Linked DNA regions of Sus scrofa: all the other regions are linked to region 4. Evidence: chromatin contacts called from public Hi-C and HiChIP or PLAC-seq data. All regions are on one chromosome and are shown on one strand. The core of a region is the stretch at or near the end of the contact, and the rest is flanking DNA. Distances in the headings are between cores, read along the strand shown.

Evidence for each region. Hi-C and Micro-C count contacts between places; a contact is called where the count stands out from the background. HiChIP or PLAC-seq counts read pairs in DNA pulled down with a chosen protein or histone mark.
Region 1: an H3K27ac HiChIP or PLAC-seq map of alveolar macrophages shows a contact between it and region 4. The contact joins the promoter of IL17RC here to the promoter of BRK1 in region 4. A contact is called at or near these places in 1 of 47 Hi-C or Micro-C datasets (skeletal muscle) and 1 of 2 datasets of contacts at active chromatin or transcription factors (alveolar macrophages).
Region 2: a contact with region 4 is called in a Hi-C map of liver, with 7 times the contacts expected there. The contact joins the promoter of SEC13 here to the promoter of BRK1 in region 4. A contact is called at or near these places in 1 of 47 Hi-C or Micro-C datasets (liver) and 1 of 2 datasets of contacts at active chromatin or transcription factors (alveolar macrophages).
Region 3: a Hi-C map of liver shows a contact between it and region 4, with 4 times the contacts expected there. The contact joins the promoter of JAGN1 here to the promoter of BRK1 in region 4. A contact is called at or near these places in 4 of 47 Hi-C or Micro-C datasets (heart right ventricle, liver, mesenchymal stem cells and 1 more) and 1 of 2 datasets of contacts at active chromatin or transcription factors (alveolar macrophages).

The regions. Positions count from the first base shown.
Region 1 is chr13:66,177,999-66,180,698 of Sscrofa11.1, reverse strand. IL17RC (interleukin-17 receptor C) reads right to left here and starts at 1,401. Exons shown (of 13, transcript XM_021069809.1): 1 at 1,300-1,401; 2 at 624-702; 3 at 442-478; 4 at 164-236. The coding sequence starts at 1,401.
Region 2 is chr13:66,522,967-66,525,666 of Sscrofa11.1, reverse strand. SEC13 (protein SEC13 homolog) reads left to right here and starts at 1,256. Exons shown (of 9, transcript XM_021069320.1): 1 at 1,256-1,388. The coding sequence starts at 1,386.
Region 3 is chr13:66,153,245-66,156,154 of Sscrofa11.1, reverse strand. JAGN1 (protein jagunal homolog 1) reads right to left here and starts at 1,300. Exons shown (of 8, transcript XM_021069312.1): 1 at 301-1,300. The coding sequence starts at 389.
Region 4 is chr13:66,314,116-66,316,815 of Sscrofa11.1, reverse strand. BRK1 (protein BRICK1) reads right to left here and starts at 1,378. Exons shown (of 3, transcript XM_003132361.5): 1 at 1,101-1,378. The coding sequence starts at 1,302.

The DNA of each region.
Region 1 (2,700 bases), core at 152-2,651, 140 kb after region 4:
CTGAGGCATAAAAGGTGGAAAGGACTTGCCCACAGCCCTGCCAGAATCAGGACTAAGAAATGCATGTGAAAGTGCTTCATGAATTCATGGTTAGAAGGCTGTTATTGTTATTATTATTTTGCATACCACAGACTGACCAGGCTTGCACAAGGGCAGCAGGCACTTGCACCTCCAGCAGGACGCAGCGGGCAGTAGGGTAGGCCTGGAAGGACAGCACCACATGGGCCTGAGAGAGGCTGTGAGCAACAGGGCAGGTGTCAGTCAAGGCCAGGGGCCCGGGGCAAGGCTCTGATGAGGGCAGTTGGGCCAGTGAGGTTCTCTTCACCATTCCTAGGATCCTCTAGCCCTGGGTCAGGTGTTCTTCCAAACTCCTCTTCATCTGCAGGGTTTCTTCCCAGGACCCTGGAAGCGACCCGGAGAGCAAAGGCTCAGGACTGGTACCCGCTCTGGCTTTGGCTTCCTTCCAAGAAGCCCAGTGCTAGGAAACAAAGGCCAGGCCTGGGGGATGGACCTGGCTAACATGGGGGTCTGTTGGACAGGTGTGCCTCAGGAGAATGCTGAGGATGCCTGAGAATGCCTGATAGACACCCTGGTCCCCATGCCCATCCCACCCATAGGCTCACCATGCACAGCCAAGTGGACAGCCACACGCACACAGAGGTCGCAGTCGGTCTCCTTGTGGCACCTTAGCACCAGTTCTGTCTGCAGGAGTGTGGGCACCAGAACAGGGCCTGGGGCAGACACAATGCCCCCAGGCAGGCACAGCACGTCACCATCTGTGCATGAAGGGTAGGGTGGGAGCTGAAGCTGTGCAGACCCACAGTCTGATTGCACCTGACACCCCCAGAGGGCCAAGGGGCTTTGGGCTCTTCCTGGGTTGAGGGCGGGAGGTAAGGGCCCAGGACTGAACAGCTCCCCTCCCTTTTGCCAACCTGGGATGGTCTTTTCTCTCTAAAAGTAGCTCTACTCACCCCAGAGATGGCAGAAAGGCCCTAGGAAGGAGGTAAAGATGAATCAGAGTTTATGAGCTCAAATCTAACCATTCTTTCCTGGCTTGGGTCCCCAACTCGCCCCCTCCATCCCCGTTCTTCTGGGGCTCCCTTTCCAAGTCCCTCCCAGAAAAAAGACAAGACCGAGTTTTTTGCCCCCCTCCCCATTCTTCTCTTACCCCATCAGCACCCGACAGACCAGCCAGGGCAGTTCTGACAGTGATGGCAGTGACAGGAGCCAGGCTAGGGCCTTAACGGCCGCAGGCTGAACCCTGAGCCTTCCTCAACCCTCTGGGGGCCCCAGACTCACCGGAGAGCAGCGGGCAGCGTCCTGAGCCCCAAACCTCTCTAGAGAGAGGACCACAGGGTTTCGGCCCAGTGCCAAGGACAGAAGGAACCAGGGCACAGGCATCTTCCAGGTGCCAGGCAGCACCCAGGCCTGAGGCCCTGTCCTGCCCCCCCAAGGGGGGGCAGACACCACACCTCTGCTCCCACTCAGCCCTGCGCCTGTGGGCAGGAGGGCCAGATCCCTCCCCGGCCTTGGGTCAGCGCTGGCTCTCCTCTCCCGGAGTCCTGACTCCTGTCCCAGCCAGAGTGCTTTCGTTTGGCTCCCGGCAGGCAGCCGGCTGTTCCCGCCCGCCCTGTCCCTCCACCAACACCAGGCCTGGGAGCCAGCAGCCCTGAACTGGAGTGGCAGCCTCACCCCCTCCCTCTTTTCCCCTCCTCCTTCTCTGCTGACACCTGGCTGGGAGGGCTGCCTGGAGAGGCGGTGGCCTCAAGGCTGAGTAAGGGAGCTCTTACTCACGCTGGGATCCCTAAGGAGAGGGCTCCACAGAGGGGCCCCAGACCCAGGGCAATCCTGGGCATTTCCCCTTCCCATGTGACTCTGGGATCTTGGTGCCCACTAGGTCCCTTGCGACTGGGTACCTAGGACCCTTCACACATTCTCCTCATTGCGGAACAGGAGCTCTAACGACAGGGCCAAGGGGCACCAGAAAGTGGGCTTTTCACCACTTCCTGCCTATGCTCAACTGTGGTGTGGGGAGAAGGAATCCAGTACCCAGAGCCAGGAGGACACCGTCCTATTTGTGCTGATGCCATGGGCTGGAGGCACAACATGGGACTCACGTCACATTTCTGAACCTGAGATTTCCTCTCTTCTTTCTGAAGAATCACAGCTCCTTGTTTCTTAGTTTATCCAAAATGTCCACCTTTATTCATCTTCCTCTATCTTGGTTTCCAATGTCCCACCTCTACCCTGGTCATCCAGGGCCAAAGCCCCTTTCCTGGATCCAGAACCCTCCTCCCTCCACTCTGGGCAGGGCCGGTTTGAGAAAGGGGATCCCCAGCATCCAAACGCTTTTCTGTTCCCCCACCCCTCTGGAGCCACCTTCCACTCAGAACTGCCATGGGCCTGCCTCCCTCCCGAGTCTCAACATCTCTGGCCTGGACTGGAGCACAGGCAACTACTCTCTTTCTGGGATTCTGGAGAGAGGAAGTGGATGACTCCCCACCCACATCAGGCTGGGGTCGGGGAGTTCTCCGGAAAGAGTGACTCTCTCCTTGGGGCTTCTGAGGAAGCCAGACAGTGGGAAAGGGCGGGCAGTGAGTGAGTGCTCTGTCCAGCTGGGGGCAGAGTAAGGCTTTTTTGCCAGTCGTGCGGTGAAGGAGCCCTCAAGATCCAGGTGAGAAACCTGATTCAGGGTTCTAG
Region 2 (2,700 bases), core at 7-2,506, 210 kb before region 4:
TGAATAAGATAGAGTTGCACCATTTGTCCCAAATCCCCAATCTTTCCACACCAGGGAATTCCTTTAATAACAACTATGCTCCATGCATTGTATTTGTATTATAGCTAATGAGTCATTGTCCCCATTTTCAACTTGAGGAAAGAGAGGCTCGGAAAGAAGTAATATGACTTCATCATCCAGAGAATCAGTAATACAGCTACAGATCCGAGACCAGAGCCTACCCTTAAAAAACAGGCGACCCAAGAGGCCCTCCCCCTTTGTTCCCTGCAATATTTCTCCATTAGAGGGAAATTAAGGGTCTTGAACACTGAAGTGGGGGTGGGGGAGGAGTTACTGCTCCGAGGTCCAGCCCTGAGTTCTGTAAGACCCGACTACTCAACCCCTTCTCCAAAGCCCCTTGATAGTCTGGGTCTATTGCACTCTGAGCCTTAATTAAACTTCATCCCTCCAACAGTGACCGTTTCCTGCTAGGACTCTTCCTTCCAATTTCAGGAGAGGAAACTGAGTGATTCTGACTCACCCAACTGGTGCCTAGGCTCCATTCTAAGTCACTGGATTCCTTAAAGCCATGAGGAGCCCAGAGCTGCCAGACCATGTGTGGCTGAGGGGAGATCCCAGGCTCTGTCCAGCTGTACAGCCAGTGGGAAGCCAGAGACCTAGGGTTTGGGGAAGCTGGGGGTTGTCTCCTGGGCTCTTGCTGCCTGAGCCTGGCTGAGATCTCTCCTTGCCTGGAAAATCTATCTGGTGGGCCTGACTCACAGGATCCCAGAGCCGTGAGGAACAGGCAGCTTGGAGGTCTGTGTCTTCCAGCTTGGAGAGGGCCTGGCGAGAGGCTCAGCCTCTGGTAGGGGGTTATTCCCTGGCCTTCTCTGTCCCTGGTCCCAACCTTGGGGTCTGTGGAGAGACCAACAACAAGGAAGTACTAGGACCGGTCTACCCATTACCTCAAAAATTAATCCCCCTACAATGTTCAACATAAGGCCAGTGGCACCCAAAACCGCAGAGAAGTGGGTGAAGGTGTAGTTATGTATGAGTCCTTTTTCTTAAATGTGTGGATCTCAGGAAAAGGGAAGAGTTGGCAGAGAGAAGAGAGACTAGACCTTCAAATTCCAAGTCCCCAGATCCTGGTCGCAGTGGAAAGGAGAGTCCCGCCCCTTTACGTCTTGCGCAATCTGCACCGAGAAGGAGTGGGGCCAGGGGAGAGCTTGGCACCGCCCCTGAAAGGCCCGGAACCTTTGTGCGAGCGGAGCGTGCTGCTACCCGGAGGCTCCCTCTAGGTGCCCGAAGGCCGGCCAGCCCGGCGCCGGAAGTGAGCTGTTCCCGGGCGCCGCCGGGTCCTGCCACGTCCGAGGCCTGGAGCCGCCACCACCTCTGCTGTTGCCACCATGGTGAGTGCTGGGGACAGAGTCGCCGAGGGGGCTTTCGGCCGCGGCCTCTCGGATTCCTCGTTGCAGGGAGGTTGAAGCCCCGGACTGGGGCCATTCAGCTCTCCGTTACCGCTTCGGGTTTGGAGGGCCGCAGCCCTACAGGTCTGAACGTTTTGGAGGCAGAGGCCGGGGGAAGGCTAAGCGGAGGCCGCGGAACCCTCCGGAACGCTTCGGCCCCCGCTGCTGCTGCGTCTCCTGCTCCTTGCTTTCCTTCTTGTTCTCCAACAATGGGAAAAAAAACCCATAATACCTTAGGAGGTACTGTATCCTGAGCCCTTGGTAGGTTCCAAGCAGTGTTCCTAATCTCAGTCGGCTAACAGCTCCGTGAAGTCGGTGTTGTTATTATCGACCCTTGACAAATACGGAAGCTAGAGGTTCAGGGAGGTGAAGCTTTTTGAGCAGCGAGTGGCAGAGCTGAGATTCAAACCCTCGAAACCATTACTTTCCCCCTCCTCCCTTCCCAGCAGAGGTGTTTATGGAGTAGCTGCCTGGCCCAGGGCCCGGAGGTGTGATGGGCATTTTAGGAAACTGATGTAAAGATGAACTGAATGGCTCTCTGAGGCAGGGGCTCAGGTGTTTAAACGTCTGTGGTGCACAGTGTACATTGACTCTGCACTTATTCATCCAGTGAATGACCGCCAGCGGGAACTAATGAATGGAAGCAAATAGCCTGAGCCTGGCACAGAGTGAGGGTTCAGTAAAACATTGCTCTCAGGAAAATGGGCGTGCCTGGGGTTTTGAGGAAACCCAGGTGGTCCCAGGAGTCAGGACGCTGGCTTTGGTTCTTGCTCTGCAGGGGACCAGGTTTTAAATTACTCGGGGGTTTTTTGGCCTCTGATTCTTCAGCTGATGAGTAGAGTTGGGGGTCTCTTATGCCCTGACACTCAGCTCTTTCTAATTGAGTTTTTAAGTCATTAATTCTGAAAAGCTGATTGTTTTTGAGGGCCGTCTCTTATTAATGAAACCAGACGACTTGAGGTGCTCAGGAGGAAGGGCTTTTTTTAAAAAAAAAAAAAAAGGAGCTTAAAAAACAACAACAAAAAAAACTACACTTGTTCAGAAGCATGATTGGTGGGTGAGAGTGATTCAGAATAAATGCTAGTTATCTCCAAAGTCCTTTGGTGACCTAGTATGAAACTAGCAGTAAACATTCTTCCTGCTCCTACTTAGCCTTCAGCTCTTGACTGAGGGAATTGGGCGTAATGATGATTCTGTGTTCTGGAGAGGCAGCCTCTTCGGGTAAGAAGCTCTGTGGGCTCCAGGTTAGCAGGTG
Region 3 (2,910 bases), core at 51-2,550, 160 kb after region 4:
CTCATTAATTCACCAATATCAAAATGGCAGATTAAATTTCCCTTGCCAGATGAGAAAACTGAGGCTCAATTAGAAATTCTGTTCCCGAGGGCGGAGAGCCAGGCCAGCATCGCAGTGGAGCGGGCCGGACCCCTCGAGGCACAGGGGGATCAAAGGTGGAGCTCAGAGGAGCAAGGGGGCTTCTCGAGATTGGGGACCGGTTCCGGGTTGTCCTAGAAGGAGGGACTTGGCAGGTGCGCGGGGGCTGCCTGGGAAGCAAGATCCTGAGGCCTGGCCCGCAGATCTAGCCTCACTTCATACCTCATCTGGTAGTGCATGGCGACGCGCTCCCGGTGCTGAAAGTCGCTGCCGTCGGTGCCAGCCGCTCGCGGGCCTGCCCGAGACGCCATTGTCCCCACCCAGAACCCAGGAGCCCGTCACACCGACCCGCTGTCACGACTACCACGCCAAGCGGCCCACGGACGCCGTTCGCGCCACCTCAGCTCAGCCAACCCAAGAGCCTGGGGTTTCGCGAGGACAACTTCCGGCCTGTCTGTCCCTGGAGGACCGACTCTGTGGTCATTCCCCTGTGCAAGCGCACGCGCAGGAGAACACGTACGCACGCGCGCGCTCTCGGCCCCGCCCCAGCAGTCTCTCCCCGCACTTTGCCCCGTGCAGAATATTAATTCACAGCACATGTATATTTTTGCCAAGGTCTTGCTGATTCTCCAGCCTCTCCAGCACTTTCACTTCTTAAACTCTCACTCAAGTTTAAGATGTCTCAGTCCCCACTTCACAGATTGGGGAAACTTATTCCTGGAAAAGATATGTGACTTTCTCAAGAGCATACATCTTCCATCCTGTCTTAAAGTATCTCCCCACAGATTACTTAATCATTGCAAAGAGGAAACGGTAACTTCACAGGAGATATCGGGAGAAGGCACAGGAGAAACCTGGCATGCATCCCCTTAACTAAGTAAGCAAATTAACTTGACCGGAAGTGAGACAAACTGAATCTTTCTGCCTCCTGATAAAGCTGAGGACACAGCATCACTTTTGTGATGTGCATGCCCAAAATACTCAGCCTGAATCTATCATGAAGAGATGACAGATAAACTCAAATTGAAAGACATTCTGCAAAATAACTGGACTGTGCTTTCTTTAAAATGTCAAGGCCATGAGAAAAAGAAATTAGGTAGAAGTAGAAAGCAGGGCAGTGGCTGCAGGGCTAGAGGAAAGAAGGAATGGAGACTTGTTCAGTGGGTACAGAGATGAAAAGGAGATGAAAAAGTTCTGGAGATCAGTGTGGTAAGGGTTGCACAACAGTGTGAATATACTTAATGCCAGTAAACTGTACACTTAAAAATGATTACTTTTAGAAGTTCCCATTGTGGCTCAGCAGAAACAAATCTGACTAGCATCCATGAGGAAGTAGGTTTGACCCCTGGCCTTGTTCAGTGGGTTAAGGATCTGGTGTTGCTGTGAGTTGAAGAGTAGGTTGTATACACAGCTTGGATCCAGCATGGATGTGGCTGTGGCTGTGGAGTAGGCCAGCAGCTACAGCTTGGATTCGACCTCTAGCATGGGACCCTCCATATGCTGTGGGTGCAGCCCTAAAAAGACAAAAATTGTTACTTTTATGTTATGTGCATTTTACCACAATAAAACACAAATAAGAACATTTCAAAATTGTTACCCGAAAAACTAAACCATTTTTCCATGTGTTTTGAGTCATTTAGATTTCCTTTCCCTGAACTATGTTCCTATTCTTTGTTTTGTCTTTTGTCTTTTAGAGCGAACCTGTGGCTTATGGAGGTTCCCAGGCTAGGAGTCAAATCAGAGCTGTAGCCACTGGCGTACACCACAGTTTATGGCAACGCCAGATCCTTAACCCACTGAGTGAGGCCAGGGATGGAACCTGCAACCTCATGTTCCTAGTTGGATTTGTTTCCGCTGTGCATGATGGGAACTCCCATATTCTTTGTTGTTTGTGTACTGCATTGCTGGTCTTGTTTGTTTTTGTTTTAAATGGCTGCACTCAGGCTAGGGATTGAATACCCCTACACACAGCTGCGGCAACACCAGATCCTTAACCCACTGCACTGGGCAGGGATCCAACCTGAGCCACCTCAGAGACAGCATTGGATATTTAACCCACTGTGCCACAGTGGGAACTCCCAGAAAAGTTTTTTAAATGTGGTTGAATATACAGTCTTTTCTTTTTGGCTTCTCAATTTTTATTCATAACTAGAGTCCTTCTCTACTCCAAGGTATCTCAAATGATTTTATGCATTTGGCATTTGATGATCATGCTCAGACATCTGAGCTCCTCAAAGAGAGGTGTAAGAACCAAGTTACTAGCCCATGTGTCTGGCACAGGGTAAAAGCTCAACATGATTGCTGGATATATACATTCCAAGTGAGCCCAAACCATCCTCTTCTCCTAAGCACTGTGAAGAATCCTCAGGTTGACAGAACCATCCTCGACACTCCCCAATCCTACCACAGACACTCTCTGGCTTTAGCTTGTACTTATCTCTGTCTTTTCTGTGTGTGATTTCCATGATGTTCGTCAGGGCCAGACTGCTTCTGAGTCATCACTGGCTTATCATGAGACTCTTAAGCACAGTGGATGCTCAATAAATGTTTGAGCATGAATGTCCACGGGAGGGGTCCCAACCCTTTCCCCAGAACTTCCTCCCTGAAGCTTTTCTCCCTGCTTTTGGTTTGCCTTAGAGTTTATTGATTTGTGTTCTTGTCACTTCACCCTTCTCCTTCCCTCTTCAAATTATTGCAGTGATGTTTCCTTGCCTTTGAACACCCCACCCACCCAGGACTTTCAAAAGACTGGCTCCAGGCCTAGCGTAAAGCTGTAGTATCAATGTTTCTGTGTCCCCGCCTCCCCACCTTTCCCCACCATTTGTGTGTTGA
Region 4 (2,700 bases), core at 129-2,628:
GTCCTCATGGATACTAGTCAGGTTTGTTACTGCCGAGCAACAAGGGGAATTCCTATATGTAAATATATTAAATCAGAAACAATGTTCTGCTTTGCTCTGATGTCATTATTTCATCTTCAAAATAGAAATCACTTAATTGTAGGAAATGGTTCTTATTCTGTCTTCCCCACAGAGACTGAGAAAGAGCCTTGTACTCAGATCTAGTTTGTCTTGCTGATGCTTTTGGACAAATCTCTTGCTGTCACCTTTATACACTCCTTTGGACTTCTCTTAGCAAGAAAATAATTCCTTTTTAAGTCTTTTTAAATTTATCAGTTTCCCCTACTTAATCGCTTAATGTTGCTGAATTAGTGGGCCAGAAGCACAACTGGAAAAAGATCACTAGATGTCATCCCCACACCTTGTGATGACATAAAAAGTTTACCCAGTGCCCGGTTCTTTCAAAGTAACACTCGGAGAACAAGAGTCAGGAGTCTCTGCTGCAGGGTGTAGCACAAGGATAGGAAACAACGCGGAAGGAACTTTAAGACTGTCACGGACAGGTCATGCCAAGGAAAGATTTTGCTAGAAGCAGACAACACCCACTGTGGTCTAGATACTAGCGATGCAGAGATGTCCCTGGCCGGACGCGATGTGGGCCCTCCTCCGCTCTCATCTACCACTCTGCACAGCACACGCCGAGACAGGAAAGGACCGACAGGAGGGGCGACTAACAGGCTCGACGCTAAAGGGCTTCTGGACAGCGCTCTCTGAGCACCAAGTGACGACTGAAACGAAGCACAAAAGAAGGGAGACGCCTGAAGAGAAGGAAAGATTCAGGCGATGGATGGGGCTGTCTGACACGTCCGGGAAAGGAACGGACTTGTTACTGGATGCGGGGGGAAGGCAATGAAGCCGATGAGCTCAGCGTGGGGCAGGATAACCCCACAGGGAATGATCAGTGGAGGCCGGGGGTCAGAGCGAGAGGGGAAAAGTGCGGCCTGAAGGCGGAAGCAAACACCAGCAGGAGCCCACGGCTCCCAGAACCCGCGTCAAAGCTTCTCAGCGCCCTCCCTAGGCGGGCCCCCCTCCTCCCTGCCTCCCCCTGCTCGCCCGCTGACCAAACGAGTTGAGAAAGTCTGCGATTTTCTTGATGCTGCTGGTGATGACTTCAATGTACTCCCGGTTCGCCCAATCCTGGTGAATCTCCCGCTGCACGGGATCCTCTTGGCCTGCCATGGCTGCAGCTGAAGGAAGCGCGACTGCGCACGCGCCTCGACCCTCCAGGCCTCCAGTGCGCCGACGCAGCCAGCCCACGCCCATGCTCGGTTGGCCACAAATCCACAGGCTTCGTGATGCGCCTGCGCATTGTCAAGTCCCCGCCAGCGTCTTCGCTCTTCTCCCACACCCCGGAAAACGGTGGCCGCAAAACCGGCTTGGAGAATGGAGTGCGCACGCACTCAGAGCCCCCCCCGTCCCCCCTCAGTCACTGGCAGTTTTGGTCGTTAGGGGGCGCGTGAGCCCGCATCAACCCTAACTTCAGGCGCTCCAAACTGAGATCTCTGACCACAATAAGCTGGGCAATGCCAATTAAACCACAGAAAACACAAGTCATTTCAAAAATGCCTTTTAACAACACATGATGCCCACCTTGCATTTATCAAATGAACAAAAGGTTATTTTTTTAAACTATAATACTTAGAGATGAAGAGGCTGGCTGAAGGGAAATGGGAAAATTAGTAAATAGCTGGTCATACTGTAAGCTGGCAAGATCTATTCAGAAGGAAATTTAATAAAGTCATTGGTGGAGTTCCCGTTGTGGCTCAGCCGTAAGGAACATGACTAGTATCCATGACGTGGATTCCATCCCTGGCACTAGCTCAGTGGGTTAGATAGAGCTGCAGAGTCTTTGATCTGATGGCTGTGGTCCAGGCTGGCAGCTTACAGCTTTGATTCGACCCCTAGCCTGGGAAGTCCACATGCCTTGGGATGCGGCCCAAAAAAGACAAAAAAGAAGAGCTCATTGGAAAAGAGAAAACACTTTGAGCACAATGTTCTTAAAGGCATCATTCATTTAAAAAAACAAATCTCAACTGTTGGGGAATGGCTAAATATCAGTATAGTCACTTAGAGCAATATTATGAGGTCATTTAAATGTCAATTATGGCAACAGAACACACATGCTAAAGTGAAGAAGAAAACAAAATACAAAATTTTTTCTTTTCTTTTTTTTTGGTGGGGGAGCCCGCACCCCTGGCATATGGAGGTTTCCAGACTAGGGGGTCTAATCAGAGCTGTAGCTGCCAGCCTATGCCACAGCAATGCCAGATCAAAGCAGCGTCTGCAAACCTACACCACAGCTCACGGCAACAATGGATCCTTGACCCGGTGAGCAAGGCCAGGGATCTAACCCGAAACTTCATGGTTCCTAGTCGGATTCGTTTCTAATGTGCCACGATGGGAATTCCTTTTTCTTTTTCTTTTTTAACAATTTTAAAAAATATTTTGTCTTTATTTATTTAGTCTTTCTGCCATTTCTTGGGTCGCTCCCACGGCATATGGAGGTTCACGAGGCTAGCGGTCGAATCCGAGCTGTAGCTGCCAGCCTACGCCAGTGCCACAGCAACATGGGATCCGAGCGGCGTCTGCAACCTACACCACAGCTCACAGCAACACCGGATTGTTAACCCACTGAGCGAGGCCAAGAACCGAAGCCGCAAC